2 separate regions of the Rattus norvegicus genome follow, and region 1 is linked to region 2. Evidence: chromatin contacts called from public Hi-C data. All regions are on one chromosome and are shown on one strand. The core of a region is the stretch at or near the end of the contact, and the rest is flanking DNA. Distances in the headings are between cores, read along the strand shown. Region 1 overlaps LOC120098824 (a long non-coding RNA gene). Region 2 holds the start of CB741658 (CB741658 gene).

Region 1 (6,738 bases), core at 1,524-4,023, 35 kb before region 2:
TCTTTTTTTCGGAGCTGGGGACCGAACCCAGGGCCTTGCGCTTCCTAGGTAAGCGCTCTACCACTGAGCTAAATCCCCAGCCCCCTGATCCTCAATTTTTAGGTCCATACCCAAAGCAAACATATTAGGAGGGCATCAGCGTGGATTTACATTACAAATTTCAAGAAACATAAGACTTGTTCCTCAGTTATGTCTCCTCTCTATGTTAAATATTTATTTTTTTATTTTTTGAGACAGGGTGTCATGTACTCCAGGCTGTCCTTGAAGTCCTATGCATCCAAGGCTAGCATTACCACCTGCTTTTTTTGCTTCTCCTCCCGAGAGCTGGGATTACAACCCTGTGCCACCATGGGAATTGAACCCAGGCTCTGGGAATGCTAGGCAAACACTCTACCAACTGAGCTACATCCCCAGCCCTTAAAGCTCCTTCCTGGCACACCTGTTATCCTAGCATGTGAAAGCTGAGGCAGGAGGATTGCAGGTTTTGAGCCTAGCCTGGATGACTGTCTTAGTCAGGGATTTACTGCTGTGAACAGACACCGTGACCATGACAACTCTTATAAGGACATCATTTAGTCATGGCCGGCTTGCATGTTCAGAGGCTCAGTCCATTGTCATCAAGGTGGGAGCATGGCATCGTCCAGGTAGGCATGGTGCAAGAGGAGCTAGCGTTCTTCATCTGAAGGCTGCTAGCAGAAAACGGACTTCCAGGCAGCTATGATGAGGGTCTTAAAGCCCACACCCACAGTGACACACCTACTCCAACAGGGCCACACCTTCTAATAGTGCCACTCTCTGGTCCAGGCTTATACAAACCTCACAACTACATAGAAAGGCATGGTCTCAAAAGAAAACAGCAGATCTGGCCCCTCACTTGGGTCCCTCTACCAGTTCCTCTGGCCCCCTATTCCCTGAGGCATCAATGGTGATTCAGCTGCAGATCCCTGCTCTGAAGGAGGCCCCCCTTCCCTACAGACCCAGGAATGAAGGGCTCAGCTTTTCTCTGCCTAGGCTTGTTCACACAGGGGAATGTCAAACAGGATTAGCTTTCTTTCTAGCAGGGCGCTCCCCTCCCACCTCTGCTTAGCCTGAAACACACTGCTCTTGTCTTGAAAATATGGGACTAGAGATCCCCACCCAGTTTCTCCAACTCTCCAACCCCAGGGTAGAAAACCGTCCTGGCTTCTGCTCACGTCTGTAGGTGTACATCAAACTGCACCTCACAGATGTCCTCCAAGGAGCTTGAAGACCTCTTATATATATAGAAGACAAGAGTGTTGGATGCCTATAGTTATCAAGAAAAATTCTGGAATGCTCTTGGTCTGAGGACCAAAAAAAAAAAAAAAGACCTCGGTTACCATGGAAACCATGGCCACAGGTATTTTGCTGTGTGTGTTTGCTTTTATGACAGAGTCTCACTATGTAGCCCTGGCTGGCCTGGAACTTGCTACATAGACCATGCTGGCCTCAAACTCACAGATATTCTCCTGCCTCTGTCTCCAAAGGATTTTTTTTTGCCACTATACTTTAGTAAAATCTATTTTACTGTCTTTATCATTTTTAAAGATTTGTTTTTTTATTTTAAGTGTGTGGATGTTTTACCTTCATGTATGTTTGTGAACCATGGGCGTGTCTGGTGCACTCGGAGGCCAGAAGAAAAAAGGTGTCGGGTCCTCTAGAACTGAAGGCGCAGATGGCTGTGAGATGCCACAGGAGGGTTCTGGGAACTGAACCTGGGGTCCTCTTGAAGAGCAGCCGGTGCTCTGAACTGTTGAGCCATCTCTCCAGTCTTTTGACTACCACTGTGTTTTATTTGAAAGGCCTCGCTGGGAGAGAAATATACCCTTGTGTTGTTAAGCTGTAGGCTAGGCAGGGCAGGCAAGAGGTGACCAAATCCATTGATTAACTGATAATTAAGCTGGAGCTGGGCGAGCCTAGCTGTGAAGGAGGCTGGACGGGAGCCCTGGTGTTCTGACCTTACCTGGATTTGTTTTCACCGCAGCTGGTCATAGAACCACTGACTCAGGTCGTTATTGTGGTAAAGGTCTTCAGAAGCCTTACACTTAAAACAGGCGTCCTGCTGCACGCTTCAGATCTAGACCCTTGGAAGGCAGAGGAGGGAGGATCAGGAATTCAAAATCATCCTTGGCAAGTTCAAGACCAGCACAAGGTACATCCCACCCCATCTCAAAAAACAAACCAAAACAACAACAACAAAAAAAACAACCCCAAAACATACACACACAGAAAACAAAACAGTGCAAAGAGAAAGAAAATAAGAAATCCTGTAGCATGCCAGTGAGGTGGTTCAGTGGGCAAAGGTGTTTTCTGTCAAGCCTGAAGACCCAAGTTCTATCACCAGGACCTCCATTTCTGCAGGAGAGAACCAACTCCTGCAGATAGATTGCCCTATGGTTTCCACGGTGACATACATATGTCTATAAGCACACACACACACACACACACACACACACACACACACGCACACACACACACACCCGCGCGCGCGCGCGCGCGCGCACAATGTTAACTTCTTGGAAAAAAAAGTTACCAAAAAAAAAGAAAAAAAATCCTACAGCCAAGAGGAAACCTCCCTAATCTCTGCCTCTTTGCCGAACGCTCTCCCTCATCCTCCCGGGCTGAAGTTAGTGCTTGTCTCTGATTTAGTGCTCCGTGAGGAACGCGGCGTGAGTAAGCAGCCAAAGGGTGTAACTGTTTTACGTGAGGAAGTGGGGCCCGGGGTTAAGTGACTCACCAAGCCACTTATCACATTTTGTGGGCTATAAAACATAATTATTTTCACATTTAGCGTCTTTCAAATGTGGATATGTCTTAGCACTAGCGTCATGTTCCAGCCAAATTGATTATTTTTTTTCCCTTAGTGGTGCATGTAGGAATGGTGTTATGTAGCTAACGGGGTCTTTATAATCGGTGGGAATTGCTTGGTGTGAGTGGGCGTGCGCTGTGTGGTTGAGAAGGGAGCTGGGGTGTCATAGGGAGCTTGGGGACTTCGATGCAAGCCAATTTCCCCTGAGTTAGTTCTTGAGAATAGATCCACTCTTAGGAGAGATGCTGATCCCTGGGCCACTACCCAGTTATTGCCACTAGGTGGCGCACGAGCACGCTTTGTCTAGGATTTTCAGGCCAACAGTTTGCAGGCCTGCCTCTGTTGCCATGGATACTGTTTCCATAGTTGTTTGACTGTCGTGATGTGTTTCCTTCCATTATTTATTTTTGCGTGCTGAGCATATATTCAGACCATGTCATCCAGGTCAACTTAACCATTTCCCTTCCGTTTTCATCAACCGTGACGCTTCTAGGACCTGCTGCTCTTTAAATTGTTTGCAGCTCTGTGGTGCTGCCACTCATGGGACAGGGAGCAGCAGCAGGCAGTTCAACACCTGGGGTGAATGAATACTAATGGTAACCGGAAAGAACAGGTCCTGGTGACAGGAAACTGCCTGTTCCTTGGTGCAGATGCACCTCCTAGTGGGGTGCTCCATGGACTTTTTAATGGTCCACTTTTTTTTTTTTTTTTTGGTAATTTCTCAAGATTTCTAATACAGTCCATGGGGCTGGAGAGATGGCTCAGTGGTTTAGGACACTTCTTGCTCTTGCAGAGGACTGAGCCTCAATTCCCAGTGCCCACACGGAGGCTCACAACCATTAGTAATTCAAATTCCGTGGGATCCAACACCCTTTTCCTGGCACATGCATACGCTCATAACTGTTGGCAAAACGCTCACACACATAAAATAAGTAAGGAAAAAATAATTTAATATAGTCTATACAGGGGAGTCTAGATTCCACATAGTCGCTGCGTGCACACAAAGTTAAAGATTTTATTAATTTTAAAAGATTTATTATGCGTATGAGTTCTTCACTTACATGTATGTCTGTGTACCACCTGTGTGCCCAGTGCCTGGGGAGACAGGGCTAGAGTTAGAGACGACTATGAGCCATCACTTGGTTGCTGGGAACATAATCTGGGTCCTTTGCAAGAACGACAAGTGTTGAGCCTTCTTTCCAGCCTCCACATAAAGTTTAAACCGAGATAGGAGGAGGGAAGCAACGAGAGGGGAAAAAAATATTAGTGGGTGCTAAGCTACAGTTAGGAAAAGGAAGCCCTTTGAGCTATTATTCAGCAAAGTGACTATATGTGTGTGTGTGTGTGTATTTGTGCATATATTATATACATTTATATGTTATATATAACATATATAAAATACACACAAAACAAACATCATTGCTCTCTAGTATATATTTATGTAAATATAAATATATGTTTATATTTATGTATGTCTTGTTTTTTTTTACTTATTTTGTATGACTGTTTTGCCAGCTTTATGTATATGCAGATGTGTGCACATTGCCCATGGTAGCCAGAAGAGGGCGCTGTATCCTCTGAAACTGGCGTTACAGATGGTCATTGCAGGATATTTGATTATAGTTCATAGAAAACCTAATTGTTAGCAAAATATACAAGCTTAGAAAGATATGAAGAGATAGAGTTTAGAGATAGAGGTATGCCTCTAAAGGCTTGATAAATAAGAATGGAAAGTTCCTGCCTATTTTAAGGCAAATTGCTTGGGAAAATTCTCGCCCACCCTAACAGAGAACCTCTACTGACTTGGCTTGGAGTACTACCCCATGACGGTTACCTGGTCCAGCCTGTCAAGGGTGTCGGGAAGAGCTAGGGACTTCTTTTATAGCAATGGACTTTTGAGAGCTCTCTTGGGGGGTACTCTCTTTGGGGTCTCTGGCGCTTGGCTTGGAAGAGTTTCATGGAAAATGCTTCAGGGAAGAGATGGGGATTTTCTCTCTGGGCTTGCGGAGCAGCAGCTGGCAGGACACAGATGGAACAAGAATCGGGCAAAGAGAGCTAAGGAGCCCTTGCGAGTTTGGAAGAGCTCAAAATAAAGATAGATTAGTGTGGTGTGGTAGAATTAAAAAGAGATGTCTAGAGAGCCGGCAGTTTAGTTGCGGAATCAGGCTTGTAAATAGATATTTTGTAAATAATTAAGGTTACCTTGGTGGGCTAGCTCCCGTCCCATGTGTCTTTATTAGTATAAATATTAGTTAATTTTTTTTTCTTTTTTTCGGAGCTGGGGACCGAACCCAGGCCCTTGCGCTTGCTAGGCAAGCGCTCTACCACTGAGCTAAATCCCCAACCCCAATATTAGTTAATTTTAAAAGGAAAACATGGGGCTGGAGATTTAGCTCAGTGGTAGAGCGCTTACCTAGGAAAAAAGAACCAAAAAAAATAAATAAATAAATAAATAAAAGGAAAACATTACAGGTTACGAGCCACCGTGTGTGCGTGTGTGCGTGCGTGCGTGCGTGCGTGCGTGCGTGGAACGGAACCCGGATCCTCTGCAAGAGCAGGAAGTGCATCCTCCTCCTCGGTCCTGGATTCACAGAGGTGAAGGTGTTCTTGTAGTCAGAGGTCAGCCCCTGACTTCTGCTTCCTCACCACACGGGGTGGCTCAGATTAAACCCATGTCATGAAACCATGGCTGCTCACTGTTGTAGAGCGAGGTCCCCTAGGCAAATCCTCCGCCATCTTCAACCAATCAACTGTGCTTCCAACAGCTCCACCCCCCCACCCAGTATAGGTTTATATATTTTTTTAATTTACTTTTGGTAAAGGTTCTTAAATGCTTTAGCCTCCCTTCTAGCCCCCCACCCACCAGAGGTAGTGGAAAGGAAAGGTTAATAAAGCAAAGAGGACCTGTTTAGAAATTGTTCTTTGGAGGGGATCCCACTGGCGTTATCAGGACATCAGCAGTTCAGTTCACACGAATCAACAGCAGTAGCTCTCGATCCACTTGTAAACACCACTCTTGAATCAACAACGGCAGGTCGATCCAGAAGAGACTACCGGTGCTTTGCCAATCGGCCTGAGTCAGTCAGAAACGGCAAAAAGCCGCTGGAACACCACCAGAAGTTGTTTGGTGGCATTTCTCTCTATGAAGTCACGACAAAAGGTGACCAGCAAAGAGTGGTAAGGCGAACCAGTACCATACAAGCAGTATCCACTGTCTGTTGGATTTCATCCTCCCATGGGTCTATTTTGGCAAAAAACATCCTCTCCTAAGACAGTTTCCAGAAAAACATCACATGACACAATGGAGTCTCCAAAGAAACCAGAAATTTCCACTTTACCCCAGAGAGCCCTGTGGACTGTTGACTTTCCCTCAGAGAAAGAAGGGGTGGAGCTAGTCATTGGGGTTTTACCCAGCATTTCAGCTGCTTTGCCCTTGTATGCAGTTGGGGTCTTGGGGGTGCTAGAGTAGGTTAACTGGGAGGGCTATATTTCTGCTGTTGGGGGGAAGCCATCGCTGAGTGGACTTTACAGTGTGACAGCATTAGAGTCTCCATGTTCCTGTAAGCAACCCCTCATGCATGCTCTGTGGGTAACCCCAACATATTCATTGGTTCCCTGAGGTGAACTTTGCAGAAATTGTTCTTGGGTTTGTCACTGGGACCTTATAAGGATGGGTAGAGAATTGCTTATGCCTCCCCAATGAAGGAATCCTTTCAATACTCCTCTGGTCATGCTAGTTACTTACTGAGTTTGAGGCCAGCCAGAAGGTGTGAGACTCAACAAAACAAACAAACAAAACCCACAAACAATCAAACAAAAACCCAATCAACCAACCAAAAAACAAAACAACCGGGCGCTTGGGATCGAATACCTTTAATCCCAATACTTGGCAGGAGAGACTGGTGGCTCTC
Region 2 (6,030 bases), core at 2,748-5,247:
AGAAGCTATGCTGGTCCCAGCGTTGGTTGGTGTAGATGGAGAGGAAGAAGCTATGCTGGTCCCAGCGTTGGTTGGTGTAGATGGAGAGGAAGAAGCTAGGCTGGTCAGAGTGGTAGACAGGGGTGATGAAGAGTCAGAGGCTGTGATGGACCCAGTGGTGGTCGGGATGGATGAAGAGTTTGAGGCTGTGCTGGACCCAGTGGTGGTGGACATAGATGTAGAGGAAGAAGCTATGCTGGTCCCAGTGTTGGTTGGTGTAGATGGAGAGGAAGAAGCTATGCTGGTCACAGTGTTGGTTGGTGTAGATGGAGAGGAAGAAGCTATGCTGGTCCCAGCGTTGGTTGGTGTAGATGGAGAGGAAGAAGCTATGCTGGTCCCAGCGTTGGTTGGTGTAGATGGAGAGGAAGAAGCTATGCTGGTCACAGTGTTGGTTGGTGTAGATGGAGAGGAAGAAGCTAGGCTGGTCAGAGTGGAAGACAGGAGCGATGAAGAGTTTGAGTCTGTGTTGGACCCCGTGGTCGTCGGGGTGGGTGTAGAGGAGGAAGTTATGCTGGTGCTGGACCCAGTGGTGGTCAGGATGGATATAGACACAGAGGCTGTGCTGGTTCTACTGGTGGTCGGGGGAGACGAAGAGACAGAGGCTATGCTGGTCCCAATGGTGGTCGGGATGGATGAAGAGTTTGAGGCTGTGCTGGACCCAGTGGTAGTTGGGGTGGATATAGACACAGAGGCTGTGCTGGACCCAGGGGTGGTCAGCATAGATATAGAGGAAGAAGCTATGCTGGTCACAGTGTTGGTTGGTATAGATGGAGAGGAAGAAGCTAGGCTGGTCAGAGTGGTAGACAGGGGTGATGAAGAGTCAGAGCTGTGCTGGACCCAGTGGTGGTCGGGATGGATGAAGAGTTTGAGGCTGTGATGGACCCAGTGGTGGTCGGGATGGATGAAGAGGCAGAGACTGTGCTGGTCACTGTTGGTGCAAGATTGGAGCGTATGTTGGAGTTAGTTAAGGCATATCCTGTGGTATATTAGAAGTTCTTTTCTGAATAGGAAAGACCATTAAAGACAAGTAGTGGGTTGGGGATTTAGCTCAGTGGTAGAGTGCTTGCCTAGCAAGCGCGAGGCCCTGGGTTCTGTCCCCAGCTCCGAAAAAAAAGGAAAAAAAAAAAAAAGACAAGTAGTGCAGACTGACATATTTGCTTTCTGCTTCCTCCTTTGTCAAATTCATCACATGGGTGATTTTATCCAGTGCTCCTCAGTGCCCTGTAGACACCTTTATCATCGATTATGCAATCAATAATTATAAACACTGATATTTTCTTTGTCCCCTTGGAGGTCAGAAGAATGTGTTGGACTCCCTGGAACTGGAATTCGAAATGGTTGTTGGCCACCATGTGGGTTCTGGGAATGGAACTTTGTCCTTGAAGAGCAGCCCATGCTCCAAACTACTGAGCCATCGCTCCAGCCCCACAGTGAATGTAGCCTAGACTACAGCAGACCCTGCCTAAACAAACAACAGAAAATCCTACAAGTAGCTGAACAAAATAAGAGCCACGATAACATCAAAAAAGCAAGTCTGAGTTTATCTGATGGTAAATATTCCATATTCTCACGTTTAAAAATAAAACCCTAAGTTTTAAAAATATACCATGAAGGAATTGGATGGCTAGGAGCACCCACCTTAGTAGTAAGCATTTGCCAAACACAGCATGAATGTGCAGATGTGTGTGCACACACACACAGAAACAGAGACATAGAGACACAGAGAAAGACAGAGACAGAGACAGAGACAGAGAGACACAGTGACACAAGGACACAGACACAGAGACAGAGAGACACAGAGAGACACACAGACACAAGGACACAGGCACAGAGACAGAGAGAGACAGAGACACACAGACACAAGGACACAGGCACAGAGACAGAGAGAGACAGAGACACACAGACACAAGGACACAGGCACGAGACAGAGACAGAGACACACAGACACAAGGACACAGGCACAGAGACAGAGAGAGACAGAGACACAGAGGCAGAAAGAGACAGAGAGAGAGAAACAGGCAGACAGGAGCGGGGAGGGTCGAGAATTACCAGGTAGCTGGATAAAGGTTTTATATCTGTGTGTGTGTGGTGTGCATGTGTATAAATATTTAATGTATTCTGTTGCTGTTATCAAATCTCCAACAAAAGCAACCCTAAAGGAGGAAGGATTTATTCGTCTCACAGTCCCTGGTCATGGTTCCTTCTTGCAGGGCAGCCAAGGGTGACCCAAAGTAGACCAGGCAAGTGAAAGGGAGTGGATTTGACTAGGAACGTCTTAAAGGATAAAATTAACGAATTAAAATATAGTTTGGAGGACGGGCTGGAGAGGTAGCTTAGTGGGTAAGAATGCTTGCTGCTTTCGGGAGAACCGAGTTTGGTTCCCAACATTCATATCCTAAACTCCAGCTCCAGGGAGTCCAACACCCCGTTCTGCTCTCCTCAGCTCTGTGTACATGGGGTGCACAGATATGCAAGCAGACCAAATAAGTAAATTGTAGTTGGCTTGATTTTTTTTTTTTTTTTTTTTGGTTTAAAATGATGAATTCCCCCAGGATTCCCTCTTCCCGATTCTGTGCAGGCAGAACATGGAGTTTTCACTGATGTCAGAACCGAAGAGAAAAAACAGTCAAGGCTTTTAGGTTTTTTTTTTTTTTTTTTTGAGAGGGCTCACTCTGTACCAGGTTGTCTTTTGAAATTACTCATCCTCCTGCCTCTGCTTCCTGCGTGTTGAGATGAACAGGTCCCTGTGCTGAGAGGCACGGAGGGGGGCGTTTCTTACACAGGTCAGTAGCCCAGCCTTTATTATAACATATCGGAAGCCTCCTGGAAGAAACCCGGTGAGAACTAAACCCACCGAGGACTTTTCACCCTTCTGCTCTTTTGTAGAATCCAGAAGGTTCTTCCCGTCTACCTGAGATGGTACTTGCTTTACAACCACCTCACTCAGGCAGCCTTCCTTTAACTTTATGATCACGGTTGTCTTTAAAATCAACTTGCCAATACACCACTTATTATCCTCTGCCCATTTTTAAATTTTCAGAGTCCTGCTAGGTAGCTCTGGCTGGCTGCTGAGACCTCGGGCATGAGGGACCACGCCCAGCTCTATTGGTTTGATTCGACTTGACTTTTTTTTTTTTTTTTAATCTTTTGCTGAATTCCAAACCCAGGGCTTCCCATATACCGGGCAAGCATTCTGCCCACAAGCTACTTCTAGCCTCTTATTTTATCCTATGCTATGTTATTTCAAGACAGAGTCTCACCCCATCGACAAGGCTACTGTTGAACTTGCTCCGTAACCCAGATAAGCCTTGCCACCTTCCCACCTCAGGCTCCCTGGTACCTGGAATTACAGGCCTGGGCCAGCCCAGTTAGAGTTTTAGACTCTATTCTTCTAGGTCTAAGATTGATTTAGGGTGATTTGGAATCGGGGTTACAGACAGAAGAGAAAGGACACTTTAAAAACAGTCAAGTAGTCTCACTATTTAAACACCCAGCCCACACCACACAGGTTATCCCCCCCATCACAGATGCATACACTGGGGCCTTGAAAGCCAGTCCCACACGGCGTGCTTAACAAGTGGAGCCGTGACTTAGGTCGTAAGCAATGTGAGACCAGAGCCCACGGTGTCCGTTGCTGGTTCCTGGGCGATGATACACCATTCCCCCGACGCCTCCCACCTCCTCAAAAGCAGCCAGACCATCCACATTTAGATAAAAATCACTCACTTTCTAGAAGCAGGAGCTGCAGAAGCAGCCAGCACCAGAGATGGTTTTCCCTGTGCATCTTCCTCTGCCTCCTTGTGGCTGGCAGGCAGAGACACCTGGGTCCCAAAATGTGGCTGAGTTCTTGAGAAAGAGGAGGTGAAGATGAGCTCCCAAGAGCTCAGTTCTTCTAAGGGCTTTGTGCCTAGGAAGGAGGTGGCCCGAGGCCCTGAGATGTCAAGTGTCCTCCGCAATGGGCTGTCACCTTTGTTCTCATCACCAAAGTGTGGCTGAGACCTTTATAGGTTCCTGTGGGCCAAGGAGAGGCCGGGCACTTATCTTGACAGACTGCCAGGTGTGGGTATGTAAGGAAACCGTACTGACAGGCCTGGGAAGGCAATGGCCTAGGGGTCAAGGGGGATGGCACTAAGACAAAGAGTGGCACGATCACACTGTGCCGGGTTGAAACAGGAAGAGAAAAGGGAAAGATCAAGATTGTCAGAGGGAAGGGACCCGCCCCTGAGGCAGGGATGGGGTCAGAAACCTGTTCTAGCTCATTTGTTTCCTGGTCAAGAAATTCTGCGGTTTGACGTGAGCAGGGGAGAAGCCCCAAAGATCTCAGCTGAAGGGCAGGACCCTACGTCACCACTGAATCAACCGAGGAAGAGAGAGACCCAGGGTCAGTGGAACCATCTTCACACTCTCTGTTCATTTTTCTGTTGTTATCACAAAGGACTCGTCTTAGTTTGATCTCTGTGACAAAACAGTCTGACCAAAAGCAACCGAGGGAGGGAAAGATTTATTTATTTGGCTTACACTTCCAGGTCACAGCCCACCGTTGAGGGAAATCAGAGAAGAGATACAAGGAGCTTGAGGCAGAAACTCCATGGAGAATGGCTGGGTTTTTTTCCTCTCACTCTCTGGCTCTCTCACTCTCTGGCTCCCTTGGCAGCTCATGCTCAGCTTGCTTTCTTATAAAGAGAAAGACCACCTACCTCGGGATAGCACTGCCCACAGTGGGCCAGACACTTCTGTATCAATATTCAAGATGGCCTCCTACAGACATGCCTATAGGTCAATATTCTCCAGGTATATTCCTCCATCCAGACTTCTCTCAGATAATGCTAGGCTGTGCTCAGTTGACAATTACTGTTAATCTGGGCAAAGCCTGAAGCTGGAGACTTTAAAAAAAAAAGAGGTTGATTTAGCTCATTTTTAGGAGGCTCAAAATACAAGATCAGGGGTTGGGGATTTAGCTCAGTGGTAGAGCACTTGCCTAGCAAGCACAAGGCCCTGGGTTCGGTCCCCAGCTCCGGAAAAAAACAAAAAAAACCAAAAAAACAAAAAAAACAAAAACAAAAAAAAAAAACAAGATCAGGCAGTCCCCAATACTCGGCTCTGGTGAAGACTGTTCGTTGGAACATGATGGATGATGTCATGATGGACGATGTCATGGTGGGTGATGTCATGGCAGGAGCACATGTGAATGGAATGGATCGCACGGTGAGATATGAAGAAAGGGTTTTTGGGAATACACTAGGTCCTCTGTTCTCTCCCTGTTCTCTCCAGACCAAGAAAGTCCTGACCATAAGGAAAGCATTGACCCCTCTCAAAGGCCTCCTAGGCCTCTTGACTCTGAACTGTGGGTGTGCCCCTCCATTGGAGCTTTCCCACCTAGGACCCTTCTCATCTTTCCAAACATGGCGTCTTTCCATAGCATATACCGGGGTGAGTCACAGAATCTGCTTTGGGAGTCTGAGTCTAATGGAAGAGGAACAGTCCAAATCCTCTACGAGCGTTGAGTTTGGTCCAGACACTTGGATGTTGCTGGCTCAGAGCCTGCATGGTTGGCTAAATGAGTGTGAGCAGAGGGCTTGGGAGTTGGGGGTGTGGGGAAGGGGTACGGGGAACATTTCTGCCGGTCCATGTGCAGGCAAGTGGACATTCTCCATGAATAAGACCTGTTGTGAGAAAGCTGGCAGCTATCGGGAAGGCGTGAGGCAGCTTGGAACGAATGGGTCTGAGACAGGAAGGGATGTGGCGTGCTACGTAAGACTCAGAGGTAGGTGTCCATTGTGGCCATGACGGGCCACTCCTGAGACTAAGGCAAGAGGCTGCAGTAACAGGCGGGGTTCCAGTCTTGTGGCAACCCTTACTGTACAGCCAAAAAGTACTGATGGCTCTCTAAGAAAAGAACCTTACCAGCCCAATCCAGACACAGCCGGAAGGAGGGATCTTGGATGCAAATTCAGGGTTTTGACTCAAAACCCTTCCAAAAGCTGTACCGTG

Evidence for each region. A called contact is a pair of places that touch in the nucleus more often than the background predicts.
Region 1: a contact with region 2 is called in a Hi-C map of the A7r5 cell line, with 2.7 times the contacts expected there. The contact joins the enhancer-like site here to the promoter of CB741658 in region 2. A contact is called at or near these places in 6 of 12 Hi-C or Micro-C datasets (the A7r5 cell line, the Rat2 cell line, Schwann cells and 3 more).

What each region holds. Positions count from the first base shown.
Region 1 is chr20:3,155,181-3,161,918 of GRCr8, reverse strand. It overlaps LOC120098824 (a long non-coding RNA gene), which reads right to left. Exons shown (of 3, transcript XR_010060968.1): 2 at 1,982-2,102. Among named protein-coding and RNA genes, the nearest start is that of C20h6orf15, 20 kb to the left of the region's middle. Within about 2 kb of position 2,773, at least 7 of the 93 cell types and tissues checked have an H3K27ac peak or open chromatin away from gene starts, as enhancers often do. A contact at or near this core is called in the A7r5 cell line, where this site is marked.
Region 2 is chr20:3,121,725-3,127,754 of GRCr8, reverse strand. It overlaps CB741658 (CB741658 gene), which reads right to left and starts at 3,997. Exons shown (of 1, transcript NR_002316.2): 1 at 746-3,997.